2 separate regions of the Mus musculus genome follow, and region 2 is linked to region 1. Evidence: chromatin contacts called from public Hi-C data. All regions are on one chromosome and are shown on one strand. Each heading gives the region's core, a stretch centred on a gene start, on an enhancer-like site or on the middle of the called end of the contact. The rest is flanking DNA. Distances are from core to core; before and after follow the strand shown. Region 1 has its middle 23 kb from the start of Gm31728. Region 2 overlaps Gm31986 (a long non-coding RNA gene).

The links. Hi-C and Micro-C count contacts between places; a contact is called where the count stands out from the background.
Region 2: a Hi-C map of the CH12 cell line shows a contact between it and region 1. The contact joins two enhancer-like sites. A contact is called at or near these places in 19 of 39 promoter capture datasets (the 3T3-L1 cell line, the C10 cell line, the HPC-7 cell line and 10 more), 6 of 15 datasets of contacts at CTCF or cohesin (the NIH/3T3 cell line, embryonic stem cells, large pre-B cells and 2 more), 93 of 484 Hi-C or Micro-C datasets (the 3T3-L1 cell line, the AML12 cell line, B cells and 58 more), 11 of 115 datasets of contacts at active chromatin or transcription factors (the SCID.adh cell line, T-cell acute lymphoblastic leukemia, bone marrow-derived dendritic cells and 7 more) and 3 of 9 other capture datasets (adipose tissue, embryonic stem cells and liver).

What each region holds. Positions count from the first base shown.
Region 1 is chr1:180,277,735-180,282,022 of GRCm38.p6, forward strand. No RefSeq gene overlaps it. Among named protein-coding and RNA genes, the nearest start is that of Gm31728, 23 kb to the left of the region's middle. Within about 2 kb of position 2,092, at least 112 of the 459 cell types and tissues checked have an H3K27ac peak or open chromatin away from gene starts, as enhancers often do. A contact at or near this core is called in CD8 T cells, the CH12 cell line, bone marrow-derived macrophages and 2 more, where this site is marked.
Region 2 is chr1:180,540,066-180,544,311 of GRCm38.p6, forward strand. All of the region lies in intron 3 of Gm31986 (a long non-coding RNA gene), which reads right to left. Among named protein-coding and RNA genes, the nearest start is that of Parp1, 27 kb to the right of the region's middle. Within about 2 kb of position 1,431, at least 86 of the 459 cell types and tissues checked have an H3K27ac peak or open chromatin away from gene starts, as enhancers often do. A contact at or near this core is called in CD8 T cells, the CH12 cell line, bone marrow-derived macrophages and 2 more, where this site is marked.

The DNA.
Region 1 (4,288 bases), core at 842-3,341:
AATCTATAAAGTACCAAAATTACCTACTTGGCCTTCTGAAGACCATAGCGAGCTGCTAAGTACAGTTGCTGCAGGCAGACGTGGTCACGTTTGCTCACGTCCTGCTTTGGAACTAACAAAACATCCCCTTTAGTGCTGGGCTTCCTTTCCCTCCCCTAAGGAATTTGCTATTGTTTGTAAATATAGTATACCCCTGATATGGGCTTTATCTCACCATATTTCAAGCTTAGATTTTTCTAAACATTCCTATCTCAGTAGAATTCACACACGATAACGTGCACTTTTAAGTATACAGTTCAATGATTTTCATCAAGTGTGTATGCCTGTGTAAATACCATGGAGCTCCAGATAGAGAATATGATTCTCATACTAAAGAGTTCCAGCCCCCTCCCCTTGTCCTCATTCCCCCCTTCCTTGTCCCCCCCACACACCCTCTTTTGCTCTTGGCTATCAACTCCTCCATTGACCCTCAGCTCCAGGCAAGTACTGTCTTCATTCTGTCCTTCTCTAATGACTCTCTAGTCATTTTAATGACTTCAATTTCTTTTTAGATTTATTTATTTATTTATTTAATGTATGTGAGTACACTGTAGCTGTCTTCATGTAGACCAGAAGAGGGTATCGGATCCCATTACAGACAGTTGTGAGCCACCATGTGGTTGCTGGGAATTGAACTCAGAACCTCTGGAAGAGCAGTCAGTGTTCTTAACCGCTGAGCCATCTCTCCACCCCCCATGATTCCAATTTTAATGAGAATCTACTACAACAATAAGATGGAGTTCTACAGGCTTCCACTTGAAATGCTGCTAAAGGTTCACGGGCAACATAGTTTGTTTGATTGAGACAGGCTCTCCTGTGGCCAAGGCTGGCCTTGAATGTGGTATGTTGTAGAGGCTACCTGGAACTTCTGATCTCCTGCCTCCGCCTTACAAGTGCTGGAATTACAAAAATGTGCAACCATGATGACTCGGGGCCGATTTGAATAGGATAAAAGAGAGCAATCCGTCTGTTACTCAATGTAGGACACACAAAGCTTATCTCTTTGCAGACTCTTTCGCTCGTGGGATCAGATGTGTCATGAACAACTGCCGAGTTCTCTTGACTGCCAAGGGACACCTGCCTGAGTCTTCTGGGTCCCCCACAGGTCTTTTAGATGTAAGGAATCCGTGATGGGTGCCAAGATACATACCAAGCACAGACACTTTGAGGATTCTGGCTCTATCACGCCCATTCTGCAGACCAGAAAGGGCTTCAGCAAACAAAATTTGGAGATGAGTTAGCTGTTCTGCAGTGGCCTCAGGCTCCACCTAACATGTTTCCAGAGAGAGAGGCAAGCCCGGATAACCCACGTAAGTATGTTGCTGTGCCCTTCCTTCCTGGAAGTTTTCGATTTTCTTACCTGGTCATTTTCAACTAAATCTCTAGGTTATGGAAAAAGAAAGATCTCATTTGAATGGAGGAAGCCTCCTAATGGGCACATGTAAATCATGGTTAGAAATGTTTGAATAGCCAGATGGTAGAAACTAGGACTCTAGCATTTCCTGATAAACACAGAGGCCGTTTTGAACTTGTACATGAGTGGTGGCAAGGGCACTTGGATGCAACTTTGTATCTATTAGTTGTTTAACTCCTAGGAGAGGGGAGGCTGGGGAGAGGAGGAACTGTCCACATTCTGGTATACGATACTGTGCTTAGGTATAGCGCTTAATAGTTTAGTGTTTTCAGTGGTTGGGGTTGTCATTTTTCCCATATGACACCGATGTGGATTTCCCCAGGGTCACCTCCCAAAAGAAGTAGGCAGTGACATGGTGACTGCTGTGGGTCTTTCTGTTAGAAAGGCTGCAGATGAGCAGCAAAGACAAGATGGGCCTGCAGTAAGTACAGAGCAGTTTGGGATCGAAGAACCCAGGTTTTCATTTCTAAATGGTAAACCCAAAAGGGTTGGCCCTGAGTTTATGCAACGTCCCTCCGCAGTGTGCCAGCAGTTTGAGAGGCTTGGAGCTGTGCCAGCAGTTTGAGAGGCTCCGCAGGAGAGGTGAAATGACTTTTGTTCTTCCCTCTGTAACTAAAGCTGGCCACACCCTCTGGCATCTGACTGAGTAGGAAAAAGACCTCAGGGTGTTCTGTGCTGGGGACACCAGGTGACTGTACAGAGTCCATGCCAGACAGGAGATTCCAGCAGGTGCAGGGCTGACGAAATACAGAAATGCTGAAATGCGCAAGCGCGGAGGGGTTTCCTGCCTGGGTGGAGCTTCCAGAAGAGTCACCTCCTGCAGGGTGAGGGAGCTACAGGTTCTCCTCCACTCCCCACAGCCTTGCCTGCTCTTCTGCTTCCTCTAGGATGGCTAACTGTACCGGGAACCCTTACTTTGCTTTCATTCTTACAGATTCCAGATCTAAAAATAAAGGTCAAATGGCAAACAGACCGTGCTCTCCAACAGCACCAGCTACTACTATTTACTTAAAGCAAGCTACTAATCAAGGATTTTAAAGCCAAAACACAAGGGGGTGGGGTATAGTCCAGTGTCGTACAGCTACAGAGATTCTCTATGCTTAGTCCTTTTGCTGGCCAAGAAATGATATGCCTTCAAACAGATCTTCAGACATATTCAAAAATTACTCTCAAGTTGTTATTCATATATCATCTGTGTGCCACCTCACTTTGGGTGAGGATGGAACAAGGCAGTAATAATAAAACACGCTCACGTTTATTTTGACTTCACAGATCTTTTGTCTTCCGTCCTCTTGAGGGCCTTGAGGTGTAAGGCATCTGCTATTAGGGACTTGTATGAATCTGTAAGGTCGGTTTGGACATGTGAATCGTCAGCAAAGGGGCCTGGCCTGCAGATGTCTTGCTGACTTCCTTGGTGAGGATATCATCTGATGACAGCTCCAGTAAAGCATATTCATCTTCAAGGCATGTAACAATGCAGCTCTGTTGGCTAGGGGTAATTTTTAGGTCATTATGAACTCCTAAAGTCACAAGATACAGACATCTCTTAATTGACATTCTATCAATTATAATGCTATAATTTAGGATGCTCTGGTGTCTCAGGGAGCTCAAGGGCTAAGGGCACTAAAGTAAGCAAGGTCCCGGGGCTCAGGACAAACACACACATCTCAAAGGCACATGGCATTTCTGGACCTGTGAGCAGGGACTCCTGTGACCCAGCAGGAGTGGCCAAGGGTCTGCCATGCTCAATCACACAGTGTAGCCCCAGCCTGTAAGGCACATGGAAACCGGAAAACCATCCTTGTATGTAGAAGAATTGAATGTATAGCTGGGCAGTGGAGGTTCAAGCCTTTAATCCCAGCACTCGGGAGGCAGAGGCAGGTGGATTTCTGAGTTCGAGGCCAGCCTGGTTTACAGCGTGAGTTCCAGGACAGCCAGGGCTACACAGAGAAACCCTGTCTTGAGAGAGAAAAAAAAAGAATTGAATGTATGGCCTAGAAAACTTAATAAATAGCACATTGATAGATCAATGCTGCCAACACTCATTCAATACTCCAATGTAAGTCCCAGTCTACTTAAGAGACCATCAGTTTTAAGTGTTTTTAAAGCATACCCTAAAACTAAACCAGACTAAAATATTAGGTACGGGTTTGGAAAACAGAGGTGAGTAGCTTCTAAGGCCAGAAACCATGGGAGGAAATATCAAGAAAACATTGAATGAATTTGATGTTATTGAGTTTGTTCCTTAAAAAGGAAATAAAATAAAATAAAATGTATATATGTATCTGTTCCTGTATTGCAGGTACCTGACTAAGCCAGGAGAGGGTGTTGGATCACTTGGAGCTAGAGTTAGAGACGGTTGTAAGCAGCCCAGTGTAGGTGCCGAGAACGGAACTCTGGTCCTCTGGAAAATCTGCCAGGGCTCTTATCCACTGAGCCATCTCTCCAGGCCCTGGATGTGTCTCTAAACACTTTGCTCATACTATCGGAAGCATCTTTCAAACTTGTAAATATGTCACTGTTCGTTCGTTCGTTCGTTCTCTCTCTGTCTCTCTCTCTGTCTCTCTGTCTCTCTCTGTGTGTCTGTCTCTGTATGTCTCTTTGTGTGTCTGTCTCTGTCTACATGTCTCTCTCTGTGTCTGTCTCTGTCGGTCTCTGTCTCTGTCTGTCTGTCTGTCTGTCTCCCACCCCCCACCAATGCCCCGCACAGAGGGTTTGACTTAATATACAGCCTTGTAGATGCTAGGTAAGCACTCCCCCACTGGGCCATCCCTCAGTCCTCTTCTCACCTTTAAGAACCTGATGATTTTAGGAAACTTGCCAGATCCTACAGGA
Region 2 (4,246 bases), core at 181-2,680, 260 kb after region 1:
AAGGAAAGAAAGGAAAGAAAGGAAAGAAAGGAAGGAAGGAAGGAAGAAAGAGAGAAAGAAAGAAAGAAAGAAAGAAAGAAAGAAAGAAAGAAAGAAAGAAAGAAAGAAAGAAAAGAAAACAAAAGAAAAAGATCTGGGCAGTGGTGGTGCATGCCTTTAAAAAAAAAAAAGCTGGACATGGGAGACTACAAAGAAGCCTCAGCCCTCTTCCAGAGGGTCCAACTCTGGTTCCCATCTCCATGTCAGGTGAGCCTTAATTATGTAGCTCTAGATCCAGGGGCTTCAATGTATTCTTCTGACCTCTGCAGGAATCCACACACATGTGACATATATCCACACAAACACACATAAATACACATAAGTAAATAAAAATAAACCTTAAAAAAATCCAGGCATGATCATAAGTGCATATAATGCCAGTGTTGAGGACAGAGACAGACAGATCCCAGGAGTTCACCAGCCAGCAGTGAGTGGCAGGGTCAAGAGAGACCCAGTCTCCAGGGTAAGGCAGCAAACAATAGAACAAGTCACCTCATGTCCTTCTTTTGCCTTGACATGATGTGTGCATCTATACACACAATGTGCAGACAGACAGACACACACACACATACACACACACACATACACATACACACACACACTAGCTTTGTTTAAAAAATAAATTAAACCACACTGAAATACTCTTTACCTATCAGAATGACAGAATTCTAAACACTTGGTCACATAGCCTGTTGGTAAGCAAGGGAAACAGCGCTCTTGCTGCTTGTAATTTTGCTTGTGGTAATAAAAGCAGGTTGTTTATAGAAGACAATTTCCCAAATCAATCAAATCTGGAACTATGTGTTCCACTGACTTAGCAATTACATTTCTGGAATGTATGCTACAGGAATAGTGTTCACATGCAAAAAACAAATTATGTACAAGGTTTTCCATTGCAATACAGCAAAATTCTGGAAACAGCCTAAAGGCCCAACAGTCCTGCTTATTACATCCCTGTTGCTATAATAAATACCCTGACAAAAGCAGCTTAGGGAGAAAAGGTTGATTCTGGCTCATACTTTGAGGTTATAATCTATCATATAAGTATCAAAGGATCAATTTAGTGTATTTTTGTATTACATTTTGTTAGAATGTTTCACTTTTAAAGGGGGGGTGCCCATCTGAGGTCCCCACCAAGATGGTTTCCTCCAGGGAATTTCCTTGAAGGGCTCCCAGCCTAGGCTGCAGGTGCCTCAGAGCCCCAAGAAGCACAAGGAGGCTGCCAAGAAAGTACAAGCATGTGGCTCCCCAGAGAAACACTTCAATTCTCCTCAGCAAATGTCTCCTTGGGTTTTATGAAAACCTGCCTGCTTTTGACAGGCTAGGGCTGACCAAAGGAAGCTGCTACTCTCTAGGGCTTTGTCTCTGACAACAGATTCTCCCTGGGGACTTCCTGGAGAGCCCCTCTAGGGCACATAACAACCAGACTGCTTTCTAAATAGAGAGCTGATGTCTCTGGTTTCCCCTTCTTCCTGTTACTGCAAACAGGCTCGGTTCAGTCTGCGCCTTGGTCAGCTCCCCATTGTAAAGTCTGGGTTGCATTTACCATCCAAAGGACAAGCTCTTCCCTGTCCTCTCACTTTGTGTAGGCAGGAACAGAAGCCCCAAACTCACTCACTCCTAAGGACCCTCTGGAACCCTGCTTCCTGCCCCAAGTCCAATGTATAACAAAGCTCCCATCTCTGTCAGAGCTCCCGCTTGCCTCCGCTAAAAGGACATGCAGAAGTCTTAAGTTTCAGCTCCATCCAAGTACCACAGCCCAGAGGAGGATGTTCATACACTCAGCAAACCAGAAGAGATGTCCATCCCCACCAGACATAAGCCAACGGCTCCCAACCAAAGACTAATGTCCTTCCATGAGGAGAACCTAATTTGACTTCTCTCCTCGTTCAATGCTGTCTCCAGCAGGGACTCAGCCTTCATTAATATGTGTAGTCTGGAGCCCAGAGCTGCCTGCCAAGCCTCCAGCTAATTGGAAATTGACAGTCTCTGCCTGAGAGAAGACAGGCTCTTCCCATAGTCTCTGGGCCTCCGATTCCACACAGGCTGGAGTCTGCTGCCCAGATCGGGAGTGTTTTAGTCAGGCATTCCGTTGCTACAACAGATACCGGAGAAAATGACTTACAAGGAAGAAAAGATTGTTGCGGCTCATGGTTTCGGGGTTTTAGTTCAGGGTTACTGGGCTCTTAGCTTCTGGGCTCAGAGTGAGGCAGAACGTCCTGGTAGGATTTATAATGAAGTGGAGCAGCTTAGCTCATGGCAGAGAAGCAGAAACAGGAAAAGGGACAAGATATATCTTTCTAAGGCACTCCCTCAGTGGCTCACTTCCTCCAACTAGTTCTGTCTTCCTACTTTTTAATACCTCCTAATTATACTTCCACATTATGAATCCACCAAGAGATTGGTTAATTAGGCCAGAATCGTCACCATTCAAGAGCCTCCCCAAAACCTCTCATCCAGCCACCAAGGCCCCACCAAGTATATGCGCCTCGGGGAAGGCATTCAAAACACAACAGAGGGCGATCCCACTGTAGCCTACGGGACACCATGTGAACATGTGAACGTCTAGAACTTTAAGGCAGCATTACTGTTTTAACATTTCATTTATTGGGGTGGGGGCTCATCATGTACACACACAGAGGTCAGAGGACACTGTGTGGGGAGTCAGTTCTCTCCTTCCACAGTGTGGGCCCCAGGGATCAAACTCAAGTCATCTCTTAATAGCAAGAGCCTTTACCCATTGAGCCGTCTTGTCAGCCCAACTCTAAATTCTTAACCAGGAAGCTAGGGTGATGATTCAGTCATTAGAGTAGCTGCTGCGGTGTAAGTGTAAGGACCTGAGTTATAGAAGCTGGGGGCAATGGCACAGATCTATAACTCTGCTGCTGGGGAGATTGGCTCCAGGGGTCTCTCAAGCTCACTGGGCAGGCAGCATGACTGGATTAGTGAGCTCCAGGCTCAGTGAGAGATCCTGTCTCATATAAAGATAAACAATGATCAAAAAAAAAAAAAAAAAAAGACAAGAAAATTCAGCCTCTAGCCTCCACACATCTGTGCACACATGTACATGCACACACACCAAAATAAATATAAACAAGTAAATGACAAATAGCTCCTTACCCAGGCATGTTAATAGACCCCTCTTGTCTATTTACAATTGGACTTATTTCTCTTTTTTTAAAAAAATTGTGTCTTATCTATACATTCACTGAACCGTGGTCAGACTCTCAGTGGCCTCTCCTTAAATAGAGCTGAGTTCTTCCCCTCCTGCACACCTGCTGGAAGCCATCACTTGGGGAGAGATACATATACTTCAGTATCCCTATCATACTTTTAAAGAGTTCTCTTCAAGTCTGAGGCCAGCCTGGTCTACAGAGTGAGTTCCAGGACAGCCAGGGCTACACAGAGAAACCCTGTCTCCAAAAACAAAAACAAAAACAAAAAAACAAAACACAAAAAAAGAGTTCTCTCCAATGGCTTCCTGTCTAGGGTGATACTTTTTGCGGGAGGTGGAGTGGATGTTTAAAATTTTGTTTATTTGTTTGTTTTGTTTTGTTTTTCGAGACAGGGTTTCTCTGTATAGCCCTGGCTCTCCTGGAACTCACTTTGTAGACCAGGCTGGCCTCGAACTCAGAAATCTGCCTGTCTCTGCCTCCCGAGTGCTGGGATTAAAGACATGCACCACCACCGCCCAGCTGTTTAAATATTTTTTAATTTAAGTTTGAGTTTTTTCCTGCATGTATGACTGTGTGTGCTGTGCATGCCTGGTGCCCAAAGAGGCCAGAAGAGCGCATAGGAGTTGCCAGAACTGGAGTTACAGGCAGTTGTGAGTCTCCATGTGGGTGCTGGGAATCAAGCCCTGGTCCACAGGAAGGGCAGCCAGTGCTCTTAACTGCTGAGCCTTCTCCCCAGCCCTGGACTTGTCTCTTTTACTTTCACATGTTTAAAAAAAAAATACTCATAAATATGGCTCAGTCTGAGTGGTGATTCAACTTCATAGCCAACCCAAACTCAAATGTATATGTATATACAAAATGAAATTTTAACCATGTCACAATGATCAATCTCTATTGTCAATTTGACTAGCTTTAGAAGCACCTAGGAGTCATATCTTGGGGCACGTGTGAGAGAATTTCCAAAGAGGGCTAAGGACAGACAATTTAACCTAACTATAGGTGACACCATCCAAAGGACTGGGATCTCAAAC